6 separate regions of the Mus musculus genome follow, and all the other regions are linked to region 5. The links are chromatin contacts, called in public HiChIP or PLAC-seq and promoter capture Hi-C maps. All regions are on one chromosome and are shown on one strand. The core of a region is the stretch at or near the end of the contact, and the rest is flanking DNA. Distances in the headings are between cores, read along the strand shown. Region 1 overlaps Megf11 (multiple EGF-like-domains 11). Region 2 holds the start of Dennd4a (DENN/MADD domain containing 4A). Region 3 holds the start of 1700055C04Rik (RIKEN cDNA 1700055C04 gene). Region 4 overlaps Megf11 (multiple EGF-like-domains 11). Region 5 holds the start of Dis3l (DIS3 like exosome 3'-5' exoribonuclease). Region 6 overlaps Megf11 (multiple EGF-like-domains 11).

Region 1 (3,313 bases), core at 611-3,110, 330 kb before region 5:
AATCCAAGCCTTGAGATACTCAAGTAACTATCAAAGCCACATAGCAGGAGGCAGCAGTGCTAGAATATGTGTGTGTGTGTGTGTGTGTATGTGAGAGTGTGTGTGTACATGAATGTGTGTGAGAGTGTGTATGCATAAGTACATGTGTGAATGTGTGTGAGTGAGCTGTGTTTGAGTGTGTGTGACCATGTATTAGTATGTGTGAGTGTATAAGTGTGTATGTATGTGCATGAATATGTGTGTGTCAATTAGAGTATATGTGTATGTGTGTGCACCTGAGTGTGTGAGTGTGCATGCACATGTGTTCATGAATGTGTGTAAAGGTATGTGCATGAGTATGTGTAAATGTGTGTGCATGAGTGTGTGTGTGTTAATATTTTTGGTAATTTTTAAAGCTTTGCACAGTCTTGTTCATGCAACTACATCAGCTAGAGGATAAATTTGTCATGCTTAATATGCATCAGGAAAAATCTTTTATGACAATAATTGAGACGGTAGACCATGATGGGGGGTGGGGCAGGGAATGAGAAATTGCTTTTCTGCTCTTAGAACAATGGTGATGAGCATGGAACGGGAAGTGCACAGGTGTGCTTCGTGTGTCGCCTGGCTGTCATTTCCACCCTGCACTCTCTCCTGGCCACACCGGCCGTCATTCCAGAGTTCCAGCTCAGGAACCACACACCCCGAGGCTGGGAAGCTGGCGGAAAGACCTCTTTAAAGGATGCCAGAAACCTTGTGCAGAGAAAATTCAATTGCTGCCCCACTGATCTGGCGGTCGTGACTCTGGCCCCCTCCTGCCTTCCCTAGCCCAAGCAGCTAAGCTTTGCATATGACCTATGGACAGAGCGGAGAAAGCTGAGAAAAATGCAGGAAGGAGTTGGTTCATTTGGGTGATGGAGTGCCTGCTCCCTTTGCCAGCATGCAGGGCTCAATAATGGCAGACAGGGCTTCAAAAAATTGCAGCATGAATAGATGAGCCCTTTAAGGTAATAGAAATGCTGTCATCCTAGGGAGAAATATGGGCCCAAGTCCTGAGGGAGGGGACACTGGGCCCTTCTGTCCTGCCTCCTGAGCTCTCTGTCCCCATTACAACCAGAACTGAAAGAAGGCATCAGGCTGAGGGATGGTCAGAAAAACACCTCATCTCCCCCCCCCCCAAGTCTCCATGCAGGGAGGAGGCTGCAGAAGAGGACTGGGAATCAAGTCACTCAGCCTGGCTGTGACCTTGCAGTCTGCTCCCTGCAGGCACTGTCAGGACAGCAATTAGTTCTAGACCGGTGTGCGCAGGAAGTTCTATCAGGCAGTGTCTTAAAGAGAGCTGTGCTGGGCATCCCAGGGGCTTGTGGGTGTGGCTGTGAAATTAGACTGTTTCCCTCAGTGCTGAGAAAGCCTATTGTCCTTTCTGGCTACATAGCTGCCCTGCAGGTCCCACTCCAGAGGAAGCTGCAGCTAAGGATTTCCTTACTCTCATCCTGTCTGCACCTGCATCCCAGACAGACTCTCAGGGCTCTTCAAGTGGGCATCAGCAGGATTGAATGTTGTGGGTGGCAATCAACCTTTTAAACATGACCATCATGGCTGACACTTGTTGAAAGATGACTAATACACTCTTTGCATACACTAATTAGCTTGATCAGCATACTAACCCTAGCGATTTGTGATCATTTCCTTTTCACATACCATAAAACAGGCACAGAGAGATGGTATCATGTGACCCTGAGGTCACACAGCTATAAAAAGCAGTGAAGCCGCTATCTGAAGGCTGGGAGCCTGGTTCCACATCTCTGTGACCTCTGCACTGTGTAAGGTGAGCTGTCTAAGGTACACCATTGCGGCAGGAACTCAGAGGTGGTGCTGAAGGACAGCTACTCCAACTATCGCTTTACACTGGAGAGAAGGGTTTAGCTAGATGACTCAGCAGTAGGAGCTAAAAGGGTGGTTGCCACCAAATCTGATGACTTGAGTTCAGCATCTGGAACCCACGTGACAGAAGGAGAGAACTGACTCCTGTACACGGCTTCTGCATGTATCCCACACAATAAATAAATAAATGTAATAAAAATAAACAAACCTCAGAGAGGCTCGTGGGGATGGGCAAAGATTCAAGTCCTAGCCTCACTGGCAAGCAGCCCAAATTCCTCTTCCTATAGATGTTAGTCTGGGATCATCTACATTAATGGTCCTGCTATTCCCAAGAATTTCATTTACCAAAGAGACTTCACCAAGCAAGCTGTCCATGTGGCAGGGATGGTAGGTGATGGTGGCTAAGAGGTATGGGGCCAGGGGAGACAGGTCCTTGTTCTCAGGGAGGCAGCCTAAGCAAGAGCCATGGGCTTTGTATGTATAAGAAGTGAATCTGACAGAGAAGACTGTCTATGGAAGTGAGGTCATCTAAGGAGCTGGACTGGATGTTCATAGACACAACAAAAACGAGGCTGCAGCAATGAAGAGGGGAGAGACAGGTTTGGGGCAAAGTGAGTTATGTGTGGTCACAGAGCAGATGAAATGAGGCTGGAGAGTAACAAGAGATAGAGGTGTAAATTTCCTTTGGTGGCATTGAGAAGTCACAGGGACCTGTAAAATGCACCCAGCCTGCAGGAGGGTGAATGGTTCCTATGGCCGGCCTCTCCTCTCCTCTCCTCTCCCCTCCCCCACCACGGTTCAGCTATTTCTTTAGCCAGGGTACTAGGGAAGACAGGTCCTCTCCTTCTCTCAGAGATGCTGTCAGGACAGGGCTACAAGTACCCCAGGACTTTAACAAGACATTCTCCCCACTGCCCTGGCCTCACCCCCAGGCTATTTGGAAGAGCAGCCAGCTGAGATGTGTGGTGCTGTCCAAGGTGCTGAGACGCTGTTCCACCCAATCCTTGTGCCCACAGTTTTGGGGCAGAAAATTTCATTCCTGTTTTACAAAGGAGATTCAGAACCTAAAACATAAGCAGAGCCAATACTATGAACTTGCTTCTTGCATCCTAGCCCAGCACTTTCTCCGCACAGGGAAGACCGTGTGCCCTTCATCAATGGATGTCCTGGGTGGTCCTTTTGCCAAGGCTAAGCTAACACACACAAAAAAACTTTTCTTCTGCCCCCATCCTCACCTCTGTCTCTCAGCTGATGACAGTGGCATCTCACATGACATCCTGAAGGACCAGTCAGAATGGGCCAAGGGTGCTGGAGTAAGCCTGCCTAGAGCAGCAGGGGTGTGTGCTCATGAGTCCACTCACCTGGGGTGCCTTGGTACAGCTCACCCTGATACCCTCTGGGGGTCACATGTGTGCTGGACTTGAGAAAAACTCTCTGCCCATGTAGCTTA
Region 2 (2,960 bases), core at 168-2,667, 470 kb before region 5:
CTGTTGACTGATGCCTGTCCTGTTTTGCAAACAAGAAATAACTGTCCTATAAGACAAATAAAAACCGTCTCTACCGCTCTGAGGCCAACCATTCGTCTGAAGGAAAAGCACACTGGAGCAGCAACATCCAAGTTTCCCTTTACGTCCTGTCATTTAAAAGCACCATAAAAGAGATGTCGCTGCGACCCAATTCTAGGTCACAAGCTTTTTTGCCCCTTCTCCCCCTGCCCCCTCCTTCGTCTTTCCCCTCTAGAAAGAGATAAACTTCAAAAGGAGTGGTGATGACCAAGAATTGCGCGCGCGTGTGCACAGACACACACACACACACACACACACACACACACACACACACACACACACACACTGGTCAACTTGGACGCTGGCCGGGCTCACGTGGAACCTGAGCCCCAGCCGGGCCCCGGCATCTGGACTGAACAGCCGCGGGAAAGCAGCCCCCGCCGCGGGTTTGAAACCCAGAGCAGGTGGGATTCCGGGAAGCAACCTTACGTAACGAGCTTGTCAAAATCCCAGCTTCAGGACCTCCCCACCGTCCGCCCCCGCCCCATCACCCCAACAACAACAGCCCCAGGCCAGCACCAAATGGCCAGTCCGGAGGGACCCCCCCGGTGTCCCGCGCTCGTTCCCACACGGAGGCGCGCGAACGCCATCGACAGCATCTCGCCATCCTCCGGGACGGCCAGAGCCCCTCCTAGCAGCTGCCCGCGCCTAGCGGCCCTCCAAGTCCTATCACCCGGCTCGGCGTCCCCCTGCCAGTCACCTCCTCAGGGCCGTGACAGCTCCCTATGCCACCGATGCCCACGCCGCCGCCCCCGCCACTCACCTCCCCGCCGGCCCCCGCGCGAGCACCGGGAAGAGCCTGAGATGCAGAGTCTGATCCCCTCATGCGCGGCGGGCGGGACACGAGGGGGCTGAATGTCGCGGCGCTTGCAGCCAGCTTAGCTCATCTCCCGGCCCGGCGCTCCGCCCAGCCGTCTCAGTCAGACGGGACTCCCCCTCCCCGCGCGGTCGCCAAAGCCTCCGCCTCCTTCCTCAGCACCAGCCGCCGAACCCGCCGCGGCCGGCGCCATCTTGGGAGTGACGGTAAAGACATGGGGGCGGGGACTATGGCAACAAAAACCAATCACAGGCCGAATCTGACCCGAGGGGCAGGAATGGGCCGAGCTAGGGGGTGGGTCGTGGGGGGAGGGGACTAACAAGGGTCCCGCAAGTGGGCGGGCCGCTGGGTGGGGCTGTGGGCGGGGTGGGGCCGGGCTGGCTGGTGACGGCGAGTGTAGCTGGGGAAACGCGTCGTGGTTCCCCTTCAGGTTGGGAGATTCCGAGCCCCTGGCGAGTAAGAACAAGGCGCACTGTACCTTCCTCTTTCACAAGCATCCAGCTATGGCCAACAGACCTGCTTCTTCCTTCCCGGCACTGCTGCTTGGTGCAGTGGTCTGAGCTGAGATCCGCCCACCAAAGTCACTGGTATTCTGCAGAAAACCCCCTAAGCGGTTAGCAACCACCAGTAGCTTTCAGTCCCGAGACAGAGGTCAGGGAAAAGGGGGAATTCAGAGGGGTTCTCTGAAAAGCGCGTTGATAAAACAGCTATTGTTGATTGAAAGGGTGTCCATTACATTGATTAATTGGATATGGCCTACTTAAACTAGACTGCAGGTCTACTGTTAATGGCTATTGGCAAGATGCCTTTGAAAAATGTGGATAATAAAGGTTGATTACCTCTACAGAGTTACTCAGAAATGTAAAGTGTATGCCTAAAAAGTATTGAATAATGTTAGCTGGAATTCTATGAACAAATGAAGGAAGAAATAGGACCTTTTAAAAAAAAATTCCTCTAGGTTGAAGTTAATCTATGCAAAACAGGCTTCATCTTTATTGCCAACCGAGATTACAGTTTTATTTTATACCTCCACTCCTTCTCTTGGACTCATTCATCCAGACAATATTGTTGGAAAACCCAGCAGGGCTGACACACAACAGTCAGGGAACCAGAAAAGGTCTGCTTTGAGGGAGTTGAGGTCTAGTGGGAGAAGCTCAACAACAACAACAACAACAACAACAACCAAATATATTTAATGCTTGGAGAAGAAACATAAAAGTTCTAGGAAGAATTCTAGGTAGCAGATAACAGGGTGGTTTTTGAAACCAGAGTGATCAAGGCTGTGCCTCTCTGAAGTGCAGGAAGAAGCCAGTAATGGAAGAAAGGCCCCAGAGAATTGAGTAAAGCAAAAAGATCATGCAGAGAACCTGCAATAGGGAGGAGCTTGGCTTTTAGAACTGCGAGGAATCTGTGTTGATGAGAAATGTATTTTGCCTGGAGAAGCCTTCCATTAGATTAGAGAGGGAGTTGAGAGCTCCGTTGTATAGGGCCTAGAAATACAAGACTATCCTTAATTCTAACTGCAGGCCGAAGCCACTGAATGGCAAGTAGGGAACAAAGCAGCTGGGAACAGTGAGTGGTACTTGAAGAATGGCATCTATATTTATATTCTAGACAACATATGGACCAGAGAACCTGATTGAGAGGGTTTGTTTTTTTTTTTTTAAATCTAAGTTTGAGTCTCTTCAACACTGAGTTCACCAAATATAGTTCAAATTGTTTAAAAAATGTGTGGGCATCACATTATATTGTGTAGATAAAAATACACTAATTTCACTGAAAATTATTAAATAATACCATTGTTGATCCCCACACCCTCCCCCCCCCCTTTTTTTTTTTTTGTTTTGCTTTTCCGGGACAGGGTTTCTCTGTTCAGTCCTGGCTGTCCTGGAACTCACTCTGTAGACCAGACTGGCCTCAAACTCAGAAACCCGCCTGCCTCTGCCTCCCAAGTGCTGGGACTAAAGGCGTGCACCACCTCTGCCTGGCAAAAACTGAAGTCTTTTAACCATCCTCCCTACTGACGTCAGCCATGATGTTTTCCTCTCCAATGTGAGGGCATAGC
Region 3 (3,136 bases), core at 96-2,595, 300 kb after region 5:
CTTCAGGAAGGCACCTGTTAAGAGAGACCCATCACTCAGCGATGGAAAACAGAGGAGTGGTGGCTTCAAGGGAGGTGGAGTGAGCGGTTGAGACCCTGGCTTTTGAGTTGGGTGGATTTGAATTTAGATTTACTATCCAGCCCCTCCCCCACCCCCTTTTGAACGCTGCTGGCTGAAGACCCCAGGGTCGTCCGTGGACCGACTGCCACTGAACTACATCCAGCTTTCTTTGTGCTTATTTGGGGACTGAATCTCATGTATTAGCTGCTTTTCTTGTTGCTGAGACCAAATGTCTGACAAGAGCTACTTTGGGAAGGGTTCGCTTCGGCTCGGTCTGGAGGTGCTGAGGGTGCACTCCATCATGGCAGAGAAGACCTGGCCGCTGAGGCAGGTGGTCACGTGGTACCCACAGTCTGGAAGCAGAGAGAGGTGGAATGTGCTCAGCTACACTTCCTTCTACTGAGTTCAGGGACTCCTGCACATGGAATGGTTCAGCTCACGGTTAGTATGAGGCTTCCCACCTCAGTGAACCCACTCGAGAAACTCCCTCCCAGGTGTAACCAGAGGTTTGACTCCTACAGGATTCTAGAGCAGGGGTTCTCAACCTGTGGGGTTCACATATTAGATTATTACATTACAATTCATAGCAGTCGCAAAATGACAGTTATGAAGTAGCAGTGAAAATAACTTTATGCTTCGGGGTCACCACAGCGTGAGCAACTGTATGAAAGGGTCATACAGCATTAGGAAGGCTGAGGACCGCTGCTCTAGATTCTGTCACGCTGATAATCAATATTAACTAGTCTCACCAAACTTTCTAGGCAGGCTGACTTTGAACTTGCTATCCTCTTGCCTCAGACTCTTGAGTAACTGGGATGACAGGCATACACTGCCAGGACCAGCTCAATATCCAGCACGTGCTCTCTGTGAAGCCTTGGGGAGCGACTTAGCCTCTGAGTTTATAAAATGAGATCTCAATATGGGAAGCTCCCCCCAAGGCATGCACAGACAGGATGGTTGTTTAGAGAACTTTAGAGAGAAGTTGGGTGAGGGGTTCTGGCAAGGCATACAGTAAATGCCCTATAAATGTGCCCGTGGACATCATTCACAAGGACCTAGGGGTGAGGAGGAGATGGGAGTTTGGCTGAATGATGGCCCAAAGACTGAGTCCCTGAAACCTGGGGATATGTAAGGTAACACAGTCAGGGAGAATAAAGGTAGGGTGGATCTGGGTTGTTAATCAGCTGACTCTGTCACAGAGAGATTGTCCTGGATCATAGGGAGGCTTGAAGTCACAAGAGCCATCCTAGGTGCAACAGTCAGAACCCCGTCAGAAGGACAGTCAGAAGGCGTGTGACTGATATTCTACCGGCCACTGTGGAGGAGACACGAGCCAGGCAAGGCAGGCCACCGCTAGAAGTTGGACAGGGCAAGTGGGTGAATTCTTTCTCCCCTCAAGCTTCCTCAAAAGCCCAGAGTTGGGCTGCTGAGACAGTTCGGCAGGTGAGGGCACTTGCAGCCAAGCCTGACAAACACAGTTCAGTTCCCCACACCTACAAGGGGAAAGGAGACAACTGGCTCTGGCAAGTTGTCCTTTGACAACCCCCCCCCCCCCACACACACACACATGCATGTTATGTCATGGAAGGCTTACTCCAAATAAGTAGATACAATGTAGTGTTAAAGAATAGGTGGGCAGCTCTGGCTACACTTAGATTTGAGCCCAAGGATACCCGTGCATTTCAGACTCTCAGAACTGGGAGGAAATGGATTGGGATTGCAGTAAAGACACTGTCTTTTTAATTTGTCACCACAGTGAAAGAAAAGGAAGCAGGGGCATTAAGCTTTGAACACCAGCAGGCTGGCAACAGGCAGAGGCCAAGGCAGGCAGGGTAGCTGGGAAGGATCAAAGGAGCCTCCATATCCTGACACTCCAGGACAGAGTTATCAGGAACAGGGGAAAACTGTGTGTCTCTTTGCAGAAATAAAGAAATGGACAGATTTCTCCAGTAGGGTCTGTGCCCTTGGTAATGGCTGAGCCTCTTCCTGGCAAGAGCTGGTGTCTCCCTCACCATCTTTTCAGTCTAGAATTGGATTTTTGTGTAACCTGCTTTGGCCAAACATTTGTAGGTTTGGAGCCTGGCCTAGGGAGAGGTTGCACACTCCTGCCACAGCTGGTTTTTTACCACCTGCTCTAGCCCAGGACCAAGCCTGGACGGACAGACATCTTTCGACATGGCCTCAATAACTCTTCTTCCCACAGCTCCTAGCAATACTGTGCCCAGTTACTTACTGTCTTCCACTGAGCATGGGCTGTACATTTCTAACACACAGTGTGCTGCATTGGCTGCTGTTGGCTGATACTTTAGGTACCAAAAGGGCTACAGAGCTCTCTTCCAGTCCCTGTTCCTGTCTCTCTCTCTCTTTCTCCCCTCCTTCCCTTGCTGGCTTTTCCTGGAGGATCATTGATGAGTAGGGTCAGGGAAGGGCTGAGGATAGCTCAATCAGAAGGCCCAGGTGGGGAGCTGGCTACAGCTTTGGAGAAGACCCGAGAGCTGCATCCTGGTGAAGAAGTAGCCCAGGCTGGCACTAGTCCATGCTGTTATATCATTTTAGTGAGAAAAGAAAAGGGAGGAAGCCCAGCCAGAGAGAGTGGAGTCGGGAGGGGGTGCCACAGAGAACTGAGAACCTTGGGAGAAGATGCAGAGAACTCTCAACATCCAGCAGGGAGTCTATGGAAGTATACACACACACACACACACACACACACACACACACACACACACACACAGTTCTTTTCTACACAGTTTTCTCTGTGTAGCCCTGACTGTCCTGTAACTTGCTCTGTAGACCAGGCTGATCTCAAAATCAGGAGATCCTCCTGCCTCTGCCTCCTGGGTGCTGAGAGGCAGCACAAGAGGCATGTGCAACCTCACCTGGCTTAGTTCCTGACTTTCCAAATGAGGTCACTCACTTGGTATCCTGTTCTGTCCGTATCCTTCTCTCCATTAGAGGTCTGTTAGGCATCCTCGACTGTTGAGATGAGCAGAGACAAAGAAGCTTAGTCAGAACTAAATCCCTGGGACCTGTCTGTGTGCCTGGCGCTTGGTTTGTGTTAGTGTAAGCATCATCTCCT
Region 4 (3,117 bases), core at 402-2,901, 260 kb before region 5:
TGGCCTTCTATGCTCCCTGGCAAGGTATGGAGAAGACCCAGGTGAGTGAGCACAGGTTAGACAGCTGGGGGAAGAAGCAGAGAGATGACTGCTTTCTGCTCCCTCTTAGCTGTTTCTGGTGTTTTGCAAGAGTCTGCACATTTTAAAGTAGCTTCTGGCAAGAGAGAAAAATGTCTCTCTGGGGCTAGAAGATGCCTTGCAGTGTTGGTGAGTGAGGGGCCCTATGGGGGAATGGCTGGCCCAGGGAGGGACAGACTGAGTGAGAGAGCTTCAGCCCTCAAGGGATTAAGGTGTGAGGCAAAGAAGGAAGCTAAGTCTGGCCTGGCAAGGTGGATGGGGGCTCTGATAAGGTCTGGGATCAGGGACAAGTCAGAGTTGGATATGACAATGAGCCCAGCAATGGAAGAGCTGGCTCTGGGCCACAGTTGGCTGGGCTGCATGGGGCCAGCAGCCAGAGCTGGCCTGGGCTCTGATGGCTGTTCTATGAGGTACAGGTAAGCTAAGTATATTAGTTACTTTTGTGTTGCTGTGACAAAACACTGTGACCATGACAACTTATAAAGGAAAGACGTGGGCTGTGTATGGTTAGAGTCCATAAAGGTGGAGTAAAGGCATGGCGGCAGGAAGAGTGGAGAGCTCACATCTCGATCCAGGAGCAGGAGGTAGAGAGAACACACTGGGAATGGCAAGAACAGCTCAAGCCCTTGAAACCTCAAAGCCAGTTCCCAATGACATCTCTCCTCCAACAAGGCCATACCAACTGCGGGCCAAACACTTAAATCTATGAGCCATGAGCCATGGGGGCCATTTTCATTCAAACCACCACACTAAGGCAAGCTGTTACTCTAAGGCCTGGTCTTACCAAGTAAGTGGCTTGGCCTGGATGACCCCAGAATTCCTGACTGAAGTTCTAGCAGGCTTGTCTAACCTGATGCTCACGGGCCCTGTGTGTCCTAGGATGGCTATAAACATGGCTGAAAACATTTGTAGAAAATATCATATTGCAATAGCAAAAGTATAAACACTCTCTGCTCTGCTGTGACCACATAGTAAGTCCCAGACATGTTTAGGACACTCACAAAAGCTACGGACTATCCTCACCAAAATGCTCATGAACACATATATAACTCATGCACATATGCATACACAGAACCGCCCAGGAATTCAAGGTATTTATGTCCTACTATGCACAGACTCCAGGCTAAAAATCCTACATTGAAGCCCTGTCCTTTGGTTATCCTCTGGATATCCAGCAGCAGCTATTTTCTCAGAATCCCTGGCTTTTGTAGACTGCCTGTCAACTCAGGGCCTGCGGCTGGATCCTCTCTGAAAGAAGCAGGGCTGTATCTCTGAACCATTAAACACGGCCCTGCAGGGTGACCCGGTTTGGAGGTGGCCCAGCTGGGGCTAGAGACAGTAACCATGTGCCCGGGACACATGCAGATCCAGTTAAAAGGCAGATTAATGGGTGGTCAGGTGCAAGGAAGTCGGCCAAGAAGCCATGCTGGGGGAACACAAGGCGTTTGTTTGGGTTCATGAAGCAGTTTCTGCATCCTTCCGAGCTGGCCTTTCTGAACGGATAAGCTTCTCAAAGACCCCGCAGCCCAGCTGTGAAAAGGCTCTTCTGTCTTTGCTGGCTGCACAGTTCACACAAATCCAAGTGGGGTCCGACTGCCCAGGAGTGTATGCAGAGGAAGAAAAGATGAATGGGCTGGATTACAGACCCTGTTGCCATGGGCAGATAATAGCGGCAAAGTGCCAGTTGCAGAGACCAAATGTCCTTACCCCGAGTGGCGAGAGAGTGCCAATCACAAGGGATTAAAAACAGCTTGGGGCATGGCCTATGGAGAAAGGCCTGAGGCTGGGCACACAGCCAAGAAGAGGCTGGCCTGTTGGGGGTGGTCTGCAGACTTGGAAAGGGGTGAGGATTGTCATCGCTGAGACGCCGGGGTGGGAACGTAGGGTTTGGGGGGCTAGAGGGGAAAACCTTTGGGCTTAGGGTGAAGCTGTTATGGTTCTAAAAGAGCTCTGAGCAGTTAGGGACCAGCTAACTAACGGTCTCTTGGGAAATCTTGCCACCCCAGAGCTGTGTAAAGTTCTGGTGCACAAGCTAACCTATGTCAACCAGCACAGTGGCTCCAGGCAAGTCTCTGCTCACCGCCCTGCTGCTTGGAGGAGCAAGGCAGCCCGAAGCATTTCCTGGCTATCTCCATAATTATGAGCCTGTAGTCAGCCCTGCGGTCCTGAACCTGCCAGACATGAGCCTACCGTAGGATGCTGTAGAAGGCTTAAGGGTGGTGGGAGCTCTCTGCAGAGAAGACCCAGTCTTGGAAGGAAATGATTCTCTCAAAGTCACTGACCAAAGCACCTCCATGGGTCTCAGCGCCCCTGTTTATAACTGCCGGTGCTTGTCTGGAGAAAGGACTCCTGGTGTTTGGCATGGACTGCAGCGGCCTCTGTGTTAGGCCTTTGATGTATATATTATATACTGAGTCATTTCCAAGAGTGGTGTTATCATTCCGTTTCGTAGACATAGAAACCAAGTTTGTCGTGTAAGCATGTTGAGCCAGGATCTTGGTGAGTCTGGATTCTGAGAGTTCTTTTTAAAAACAGGGTCTCATGCAGCCCAGGCTCAAAGTTGCTATGTAGCTGCGGATGACCTTGAACTTCTGGTCTTGCTGCGTCCACCTCCCAAGTTCTGGGAATATAGTCGTGCAGCACCATGCCCAGCTGATGTGGGGCTGGGGCTGGACCCCATGGTTTTATGCAAGCTAAGCAGATAGTCTTTCAACTGAGCTACATCCCGGCCGTGGCTTTGGAGTTTGTAAAGTTAAAATGTGGAAGGACTTTGTAAACTGTTTTAAGAGTACTAGTTATTGAGGGCTGTGTGGCCAGGGGAAAAAGATGTTAGGATTTCAGCCCTGTCTAGCTTAGCTAAAGGCAAGAGGTAAGTGGGGGCTGGAGAGAGGCAGCTTGGGCACTGGTAAGGATGGAGAGGGGGCCTGTGTTGGTAGTGGACTGTCCGTAGCTCCTCCCTGGCACTCAGCCTCCTACCAGCCCTGCTAATGGTCTTCAGGGGAAATCATCTGCAAGAGGCAATTTTCTGCTGCTCTGAGA
Region 5 (3,223 bases), core at 384-2,883:
CCAACTAAGCTACAGCCTTATTTTAAATACTGATAAAAATCAACTCTCAATAAAACTCTAGCTATGCTCTATTCCTTAAAGGGTGGTTCATTTGCAGACAATTTCTAGCTACAAAGTGCTGAGGAGAGATATTAAGGGCAGATTAGTACCTAATCAAAGTCGTTCTTCCAATCCATAGCATCAGTGGCTTAAAAAAGATAGGAAGGGAGCTGGGGAGGGATTGGTGGACAGTTATCTAAGGCATTTTTTATGTAGAGAACAATTTTGGCTACTCACTGTCCTCTGGTCTCTCTGGAACTGACTCCTGTATTAGACAGGGAGAGCCTCTTTCACTGTGGAGAGCTTTAGGGACTCTCCTTGCACTGTCTGGTGCCTGTTTGCCAGCTCTACATTATTTTCCTGTTTGTGCAAGTCTACCTTGAGTTTCACCAAGTGATTTGACACAGAGATATGAGGAGGAGGAGGAGACCATGACCCTTTAGCATTCCCTTAGGGTGAAATGAGAGACTGGTCCTGGTTTATTTCAGCTGCGTTGGAAGAACCAGGTGTTTCCAGCCAACTGGGCCAGCCACATTAACCAAAGGTTGCCAAGCAGTAAATTCCTTTGGTGCAGGCGCTCTCTCTTTTATTCACCAGTGACTAGATGATGCTTAACCTGCTTTGAAGTTGAGCAGTTTCTAGCTTCAAGATTGGTTCTGAAACATAATAACTAGGTATCCTTGGGCACTTAAGCTCCCTTAATGCAGCCTCACAGCCTATAAAATGATACAAATAAACACCCACTCCTTTGATTTAAGGAAGCTAAATGATACTCTTGCTCCAGTGGGCTCAGTGCTTGGAGAATCCAGGGTGTGTGGTCTCCCAAGATACCGTCCTTTTTGTCAAACACTACAAGCACAGTACTTAGAGATCATGTCAATAGCGGCTCTAAGAAGTCCTTTGCCCGAGGCTGCCAGCGCTATAAAAGTTGTAGAGTGTTTACCCCAGAAGGACTGGTTTTCATTTTATCTGTAGTGTTTGAATGTTTACGTGTATTAAAATTTAAAATAAGCATATTTTTGAAGAGGAAAACCGGTTTGGCCAGCAGGGTTACCAGCTTTTTTGCTGAGCTTTTCAATTCTTTCAGATACTGCAAAAACAAGGACGAGAAAACTCTACAGTTATTACCTCTGGTTTTTGTTTTGTTTTTTGTTTGTTTTTTGTTTTGGTTTTTCGAGACAGGGTTTCTCTGTGTAGCCCTGGCTGTCCTAGAACTCACTCTGTAGACCGGGCTGGCCTTGAACTCAGAAATCCACCTGCCTCTGCCTCCCAAGTGCTGGGATTAAAGGCATGAGCCATCACTGCCCGGCATTACCTCTGTTGCTATGGCAGCCCTTCGCACACGGGCCTGTGGGTAGAAACAAAGTAAAAAAAATAATAATAAAAATAAAAATAATAATCCTTTTACACTCGACTCTTAGACTACCTGCCACATCCTACCTTCACACCCGAGGATTCTTCGGGTGAAGTTTATCTACACTTTTCCCGCCCGGGGACAACTAAGGCACAGAGAGGAATAAAAGGCGCGAGTAGGACTGGGCCCGGAGGATTCTCAGCCCTGGCTAGGTCGCTCCCGGTAGCGGTAGCGGGAACGTGAACGCTGCTGCCTGCCCGACCAGGCCCGAGGGGCGGGCCTCAGGCCTCGGTCTCGCCTGAGCCTGCCGCCTGCCGCCCGCCGCCCGCCGCTTCCCGGCCACAGTGCCGGGCGACGCCGCCAGCATGCTGCAGAAGCGGGAGAAGGTGCTGCTGCTGAGGACCTTCCAGGGTCGGACGCTGCGGATCGTGCGTGAACACTACCTGCGGCCCAGCGTGCCTTGCAACAGCCCGCTGTGCCCGCAGCCTGCCGCCTGCCGCAACGGTCAGAGCCGGGGTGGACCGGGAAGGCCCGGGCGGGAAGAGCGAGGGAGGCCGGAGCCGGAGAGGGAAGCCGGGGCTCGGAGAGCGAGAGAAGCCGGGACTCGGAGAACGAGGGAAGCCAGGACCAAAGGAACGAGGGAGGCCGGGGCCTGACGTAGCGAAGGCTGCCGGGCGCGAGCGAAGGGACCTGAGGCCTGAGGAGCGAGGGTGGCAGAGGCCCAAAGAGCAAAGGGAATCCCGGCCTGGCGTCGCGATGGCGGCGGGGCCCTAGTGAAGGAAGCGGGACCCAAGGAGAGAGGAGAGCGGGAAGCTGAGCAGCGAGGGCGGCTTAGCGCTGGCATCAAGGGCGGAGCCAGACCCTCGCGGACTGTAGGCAGCCGGAGCGAGCATAACCGTCTGGGCTCGGCGGTACTGGGGCAGCCGGGAGCGGCCCTGGAGCGTCCCCGGTGCGTCCAGTCTTCCCTCCCAGTGGCCGGCACAGGCAGGACCGGCCTCTGCAGCCTCAGGGGCGCTCCTCTCCGGACCTGCCTGCTACAATAGCCGGGCTAAGTGGAAGAGCCTGCAGGCACCGGATGCTTCGGTTTTTCCAGGGGGACCTAAGGGCGTAGGCACCTCCTCCTTTCTGCCCGAAAATGCTATTGGCACCTTACTCCTGAGCGTATTACGCTGGCTGGACATTTGACATTGCCTGCTCTGCTCCTGCCAGTACGCAGACCCTCCAGCTGTTTGTTACCCCTAGTGGGAGATGAGCGTGAGGGGGTCTTTTCAGAATACATGATTGAGGTCACAGCTTGACCAAGGTGTCAGTTGAGTGGAAGCCCATTGATTGAACAGCGCATCCTTTTTAGGACGTTCTCCTCAACCCTAGAACCGTGTAGCCGTGTTAGGAAGCTTCAGACCGAATAGCCTTGGAATTGTTAGATGCTTACAAGGGGTCAACACACACACACATGTGCACTCTTGCCCTTACATATATATACACGTGTGTATATGTAGATAGAGATATAATGGATATGTAAGTAGCCAACGCAGTCAGTGCTCATGCATGTCTGTGATGGCTTAGTAGAAATTTAGTTTCTTCCAGGGACGTACTTGTTTTTAAAATATCATTCTTTCGAAGAAGTGCTGGCTACAACATAAACCATGTTGGGCTTGTATTTAATCACAGCTGAGGGGAGGGGGAGCAATGGAGCTGAACTTTGAGCCTCCACCAAAGTAGATTTGTCTTGTCTTTTAAAAACTTCAAGGTGAAATTAAGATGAGAAGTTATTTTGCACACCGGGAGCACTGTGACATTGAAATAGTCATAAACCAGGTTTGAAAATGT
Region 6 (3,061 bases), core at 447-2,946, 350 kb before region 5:
AGCTTCACATTGCAAAGTAAGTGTGTCTGATGTGGGTAATTGAGAGCCTGTTTTCTATCCCCATCTTCTAAAACCAACAATAGCCTCCCACATCTGCAAAACAAAAGGACTTCCCATGTACAAAGCCATCATTTACAGAGTGCTCACATGTGCCAGGCACTGTGCTGAGACCTTTCTTGAATTGACTGGATTTGATCCCTCTCAGCTGTACCATGCAATGTCACCTAGGCATAGAGCTAGAGTCAAGTTGAGCCCTTTGGACAAAGGTTAATGTCTGTTCAATTGAATGTGGAGTAAAAGACCCAGCAGAGGAAATGACCTGCCCAGAGACACCTAGCAGGGAGTGGCAGAAGTCAACTAGGCAAGTGTTGCAGTGTAGCCTGACTGGTGCCCTTTCCCAGCACTAGCCTCTGGTTCACTCTTGCCTCGCTCATGGGGGAACTACCAGAGGATTAGCAGAAATGCTATGAAGAGAGGCTCCCAACTGTGAATAAAAGGTAATGTCATAAAACTCAACTGGTCTGGTTAGAACTCTCCAAAGCCACCCATAATTGGGCCCTTCCCACCCTGTCCAGGCACCCTGCCACCTGTATGTTACCTTGGTCACACCTGATTCCTTTGAATCCCGGGCTACAGTAACAGGTACCAGTGACGTGGTCACAAGTGGCATTGTTCATGCACTCACATAGCTGCTGACACCCATATCCAAAGGTTCCAGGGGCACATCCTGTTTGGCATGCAGAATGCAAGTAGACAGTGAGACACAGCCACACTCCACCCCTCCCACTCCAGGTGGAGAAGTTCATGGCAAGAGATCATTGTGTCCCACCCACAGTGGAGCCTATTGAACTAGATTGCCCATTGTGCATAGATAGCTGGGGATGGGTAGAGTCAGTGCACACCTCTCCCTCCTGAACTCATTTAAAGAGCTGGAAAATCCTGCCTTCATCTGGCCCCTCCTTCCTATGCCTATCACACCTCAGCCCTATCTAAAGAGGAAAGAAATCCTCACAGCATGAGTGTATAGGGTTAGCCTTCAGTCTTCCCCAGAAGTTGTCCTCAAAGTCTGGAATACAGGAGCCCAGTACCCTGGATGGGGGTTGGGTATGGGGAGGATGGGGTTGAAAGAAGCAACTTTCCCAGGTTAGGGTAGCTTACTCTGTTCACAGTGGCGGCCAGAGAAGCCTGTTCGACAGGTGCATTTCCCAGTGATGTGGTCACAGCTGGCTCCATTCTGACACTGGCATATGTGCCCACAGTCCTTCCCAAAAAATGCTGAAGGGCAACCTGCAACAAGACCACAGGTCACAGTTGGTGTGGGCTCAGGAAAACTGAGGAAATGTTGCTGGGACCAGGCTGGTCTGCTGCTTCCTGCGCAGCATGGGATAAAGACGAGCGAGGCCCACAGAGACATCTGTACCCACTGAACCTTGGGCTAAAGGGGAGGAGGGTAGGGACAAGGTTATCCATGCAACTAGGGCCTCAGCAGCAGAGGACAAGCTCTGGTCTCTGCTGTGCAGCCCTGGGATTTCTTCCCCATGGTCCAAGGGTCTGATCTGGTTGATTGCTGGGATACCCTTATAGCCTTGCCCTCTCAAGACTTTGGATGATCCTGAGGTGTGGCTGGTCCTGGGGCCAGCCTCTTCCCTCCCTCTCTGCAAACCAGGGCTATTCGCAAAGTGGCCAGTAGGCTGCAGCATATGACTGGGAGTGTCTGGGAGGCAGGGCTTACGCTGCGTGCAGAAGAGTCCAGTCCAGCCAGGGGTGCAGTGGCAGGCCCCATCCTCGGCGCTGCAGCTCGCCCCGTTGTGGCAGCTGCATGTGTGGAAGCAGGCAGAGCCCCAGAACCCAGATGGGCAGGCTGTGGGGGTGGGGTGGGTGGGATGCAGAGGGGGAGGGCAGGACAAAGGAGCAGGAGGAAAGGAAGGGGAGGTGGGTACACATCAGAGCCAGAACACCTGGACAGACCCAGAGGGGCATCTCTTGGCCTTTGGGGACTTGATATACTAGTCACAGAATCAGCTCTCCTCTTGGCCTCAACCCCTGGGATTGCTATGAAGACCAGACTCTGCCTATTCTAATCTTGGATGACTTAAGGCAGCCCTACTCGAAGGGCTCCTACACCTCCATTCATAGAGGGACTCACAGGGACAGGGGTGGAGTAACACCAAGGGCTCTGACTTCTCCACAGGTGGCAGGGCCAGTCTTGTCTTTGGGTTCAGGTGCTGTTTGAGATTGGAGCCTGTGGCTTTCATCAAAATGGAATTCTTCCAGGTCCGGCCATTTAACTGAGACCTCCTTACAGGTACTGACAGTGTCTCACCCATTAGACAAGGAGCTAATTAATTAGGCCAAGGCTGGGGCCCCTTTGGGAAGGGGTTGTTACCTTGGTATCAGACTGTAGCTCCATGTTAAGGCCTAAGGTGTTCAGGACATCACTCACAGGGGGCCATCCCACAGGTGTTCCCCTTCTTCTAAGAGTGGCTATGCTAGCCTTGCCATTCACAAACTCAAGCATACCGGTCTTGTTCCCTCCTCCTCCTCTATATCCTGACTGCATCTTCTATAGGCAGATGCTAGTGGAGTATAATTCTCAGGATTCACAGCACTAATGGCAGTATTGATGCCCTTAATAACCTGCAGTAACCATATCCATGGTCAGTTCCAGTAACTCAAGTTTGATGTAGCATAAAATGGGACTTTCAGGATCAGGGAACAGTGACATGGCTCAGTGGATAAAGGCACTTGCCACCCAAACCTGTGGTGAACCCAAGTTTGATCCCTGAAACTCACATAAAAGCTGAAGAGAACTGGTGCTAGAGAGTTGGTCTCTCACTTCCACATCCTTGCTGTGGCACTTATCATACACACAGAAACAATATAAAGAAATAAATGGGCGGATATCCTTGTCTGCAGGAGAACGGGGGACACTTGCAGGGGTGCCAGCTTACCCTGTGAGCAGTCCTTGCCAATCCACCCAGGGAAGCACTGACAGGAGCCATCGATGGGGCTGCAGGTCCCATTGTTGGCACAGGAACAGAGCTGGGCACAGTCCTGCCCG

The links. Promoter capture Hi-C pulls out the DNA fragments that hold promoters and counts their contacts. HiChIP or PLAC-seq counts read pairs in DNA pulled down with a chosen protein or histone mark.
Region 1: a contact with region 5 is called in an H3K27ac HiChIP or PLAC-seq map of trophoblast stem cells, with 5 times the contacts expected there. The contact joins the enhancer-like site here to the promoter of Dis3l in region 5. A contact is called at or near these places in 5 of 39 promoter capture datasets (the C10 cell line, the HPC-7 cell line, HPC-7-derived erythroid cells and 3 more), 1 of 15 datasets of contacts at CTCF or cohesin (large pre-B cells), 4 of 484 Hi-C or Micro-C datasets (bone marrow-derived macrophages, embryonic fibroblasts and embryonic stem cells), 24 of 115 datasets of contacts at active chromatin or transcription factors (VIP interneurons, bone marrow-derived macrophages, craniofacial prominence and 15 more) and 4 of 9 other capture datasets (adipose tissue, embryonic stem cells, liver and 1 more).
Region 2: a contact with region 5 is called in a promoter capture Hi-C map of second pharyngeal arch cranial neural crest. The contact joins the promoter of Dennd4a here to the promoter of Dis3l in region 5. A contact is called at or near these places in 14 of 39 promoter capture datasets (the 3T3-L1 cell line, the SN4741 cell line, cranial neural crest and 9 more), 5 of 484 Hi-C or Micro-C datasets (cerebral cortex, cortical neurons and embryonic stem cells), 16 of 115 datasets of contacts at active chromatin or transcription factors (SST interneurons, astrocytes, effector CD8 T cells and 12 more) and 2 of 9 other capture datasets (embryonic stem cells and liver).
Region 3: a contact with region 5 is called in a promoter capture Hi-C map of erythroid cells, with 8 times the contacts expected there. The contact joins the promoter of 1700055C04Rik here to the promoter of Dis3l in region 5. A contact is called at or near these places in 3 of 39 promoter capture datasets (erythroid cells, neutrophils and stem cell-derived epiblast-like cells) and 1 of 9 other capture datasets (liver).
Region 4: a contact with region 5 is called in an H3K4me3 HiChIP or PLAC-seq map of neural progenitor cells, with 11 times the contacts expected there. The contact joins the enhancer-like site here to the promoter of Dis3l in region 5. A contact is called at or near these places in 8 of 39 promoter capture datasets (the 3T3-L1 cell line, the HPC-7 cell line, HPC-7-derived erythroid cells and 5 more), 8 of 484 Hi-C or Micro-C datasets (the G1E-ER4 cell line, the N1E-115 cell line, bone marrow-derived macrophages and 1 more), 23 of 115 datasets of contacts at active chromatin or transcription factors (T-cell acute lymphoblastic leukemia, acute myeloid leukemia, bone marrow-derived macrophages and 15 more) and 2 of 9 other capture datasets (adipose tissue and macrophages).
Region 6: a contact with region 5 is called in an H3K4me3 HiChIP or PLAC-seq map of embryonic basal ganglia, with 8 times the contacts expected there. The contact joins the enhancer-like site here to the promoter of Dis3l in region 5. A contact is called at or near these places in 20 of 39 promoter capture datasets (the 3T3-L1 cell line, the C10 cell line, the HPC-7 cell line and 11 more), 5 of 15 datasets of contacts at CTCF or cohesin (embryonic stem cells, large pre-B cells, pro-B cells and 1 more), 95 of 484 Hi-C or Micro-C datasets (the CH12 cell line, the G1E-ER4 cell line, the MC3T3-E1 cell line and 40 more), 40 of 115 datasets of contacts at active chromatin or transcription factors (the 230-238 cell line, SST interneurons, T-cell acute lymphoblastic leukemia and 28 more) and 5 of 9 other capture datasets (adipose tissue, embryonic stem cells, liver and 2 more).

What each region holds. Positions count from the first base shown.
Region 1 is chr9:64,666,263-64,669,575 of GRCm38.p6, reverse strand. The region is part of intron 10 of Megf11 (multiple EGF-like-domains 11); the gene reads right to left. Among named protein-coding and RNA genes, the nearest start is that of Gm36311, 18 kb to the left of the region's middle. Within about 2 kb of position 1,860, at least 37 of the 459 cell types and tissues checked have an H3K27ac peak or open chromatin away from gene starts, as enhancers often do. A contact at or near this core is called in embryonic limb bud and trophoblast stem cells, where this site is marked.
Region 2 is chr9:64,809,468-64,812,427 of GRCm38.p6, reverse strand. It overlaps Dennd4a (DENN/MADD domain containing 4A), which reads right to left and starts at 1,417. Exons shown (of 35, transcript NM_001162917.1): 1 at 1,408-1,417; 2 at 842-1,088. Gm36459 (a long non-coding RNA gene) reads left to right here and starts at 1,013. Exons shown (of 3, transcript XR_379559.2): 1 at 1,013-1,101; 2 at 1,326-1,482.
Region 3 is chr9:64,039,674-64,042,809 of GRCm38.p6, reverse strand. It overlaps 1700055C04Rik (RIKEN cDNA 1700055C04 gene), which reads left to right and starts at 1,345. Exons shown (of 3, transcript NR_040726.1): 1 at 1,345-1,503.
Region 4 is chr9:64,604,540-64,607,656 of GRCm38.p6, reverse strand. The region is part of intron 5 of Megf11 (multiple EGF-like-domains 11); the gene reads right to left. Among named protein-coding and RNA genes, the nearest start is that of Gm36311, 80 kb to the left of the region's middle. Within about 2 kb of position 1,651, at least 41 of the 459 cell types and tissues checked have an H3K27ac peak or open chromatin away from gene starts, as enhancers often do. A contact at or near this core is called in the N1E-115 cell line, forebrain, neural progenitor cells and 2 more, where this site is marked.
Region 5 is chr9:64,339,667-64,342,889 of GRCm38.p6, reverse strand. Dis3l (DIS3 like exosome 3'-5' exoribonuclease) reads left to right here and starts at 1,633. Exons shown (of 17, transcript NM_001001295.2): 1 at 1,633-1,897. The coding sequence starts at 1,759.
Region 6 is chr9:64,690,021-64,693,081 of GRCm38.p6, reverse strand. It overlaps Megf11 (multiple EGF-like-domains 11), which reads right to left. Exons shown (of 25, transcript NM_001134399.1): 16 at 2,952-3,061; 17 at 1,159-1,287; 18 at 599-727. Among named protein-coding and RNA genes, the nearest start is that of Gm36311, 5.6 kb to the right of the region's middle. Within about 2 kb of position 1,696, at least 35 of the 459 cell types and tissues checked have an H3K27ac peak or open chromatin away from gene starts, as enhancers often do. A contact at or near this core is called in cerebral cortex, cortical glia, differentiating embryonic stem cells and 7 more, where this site is marked.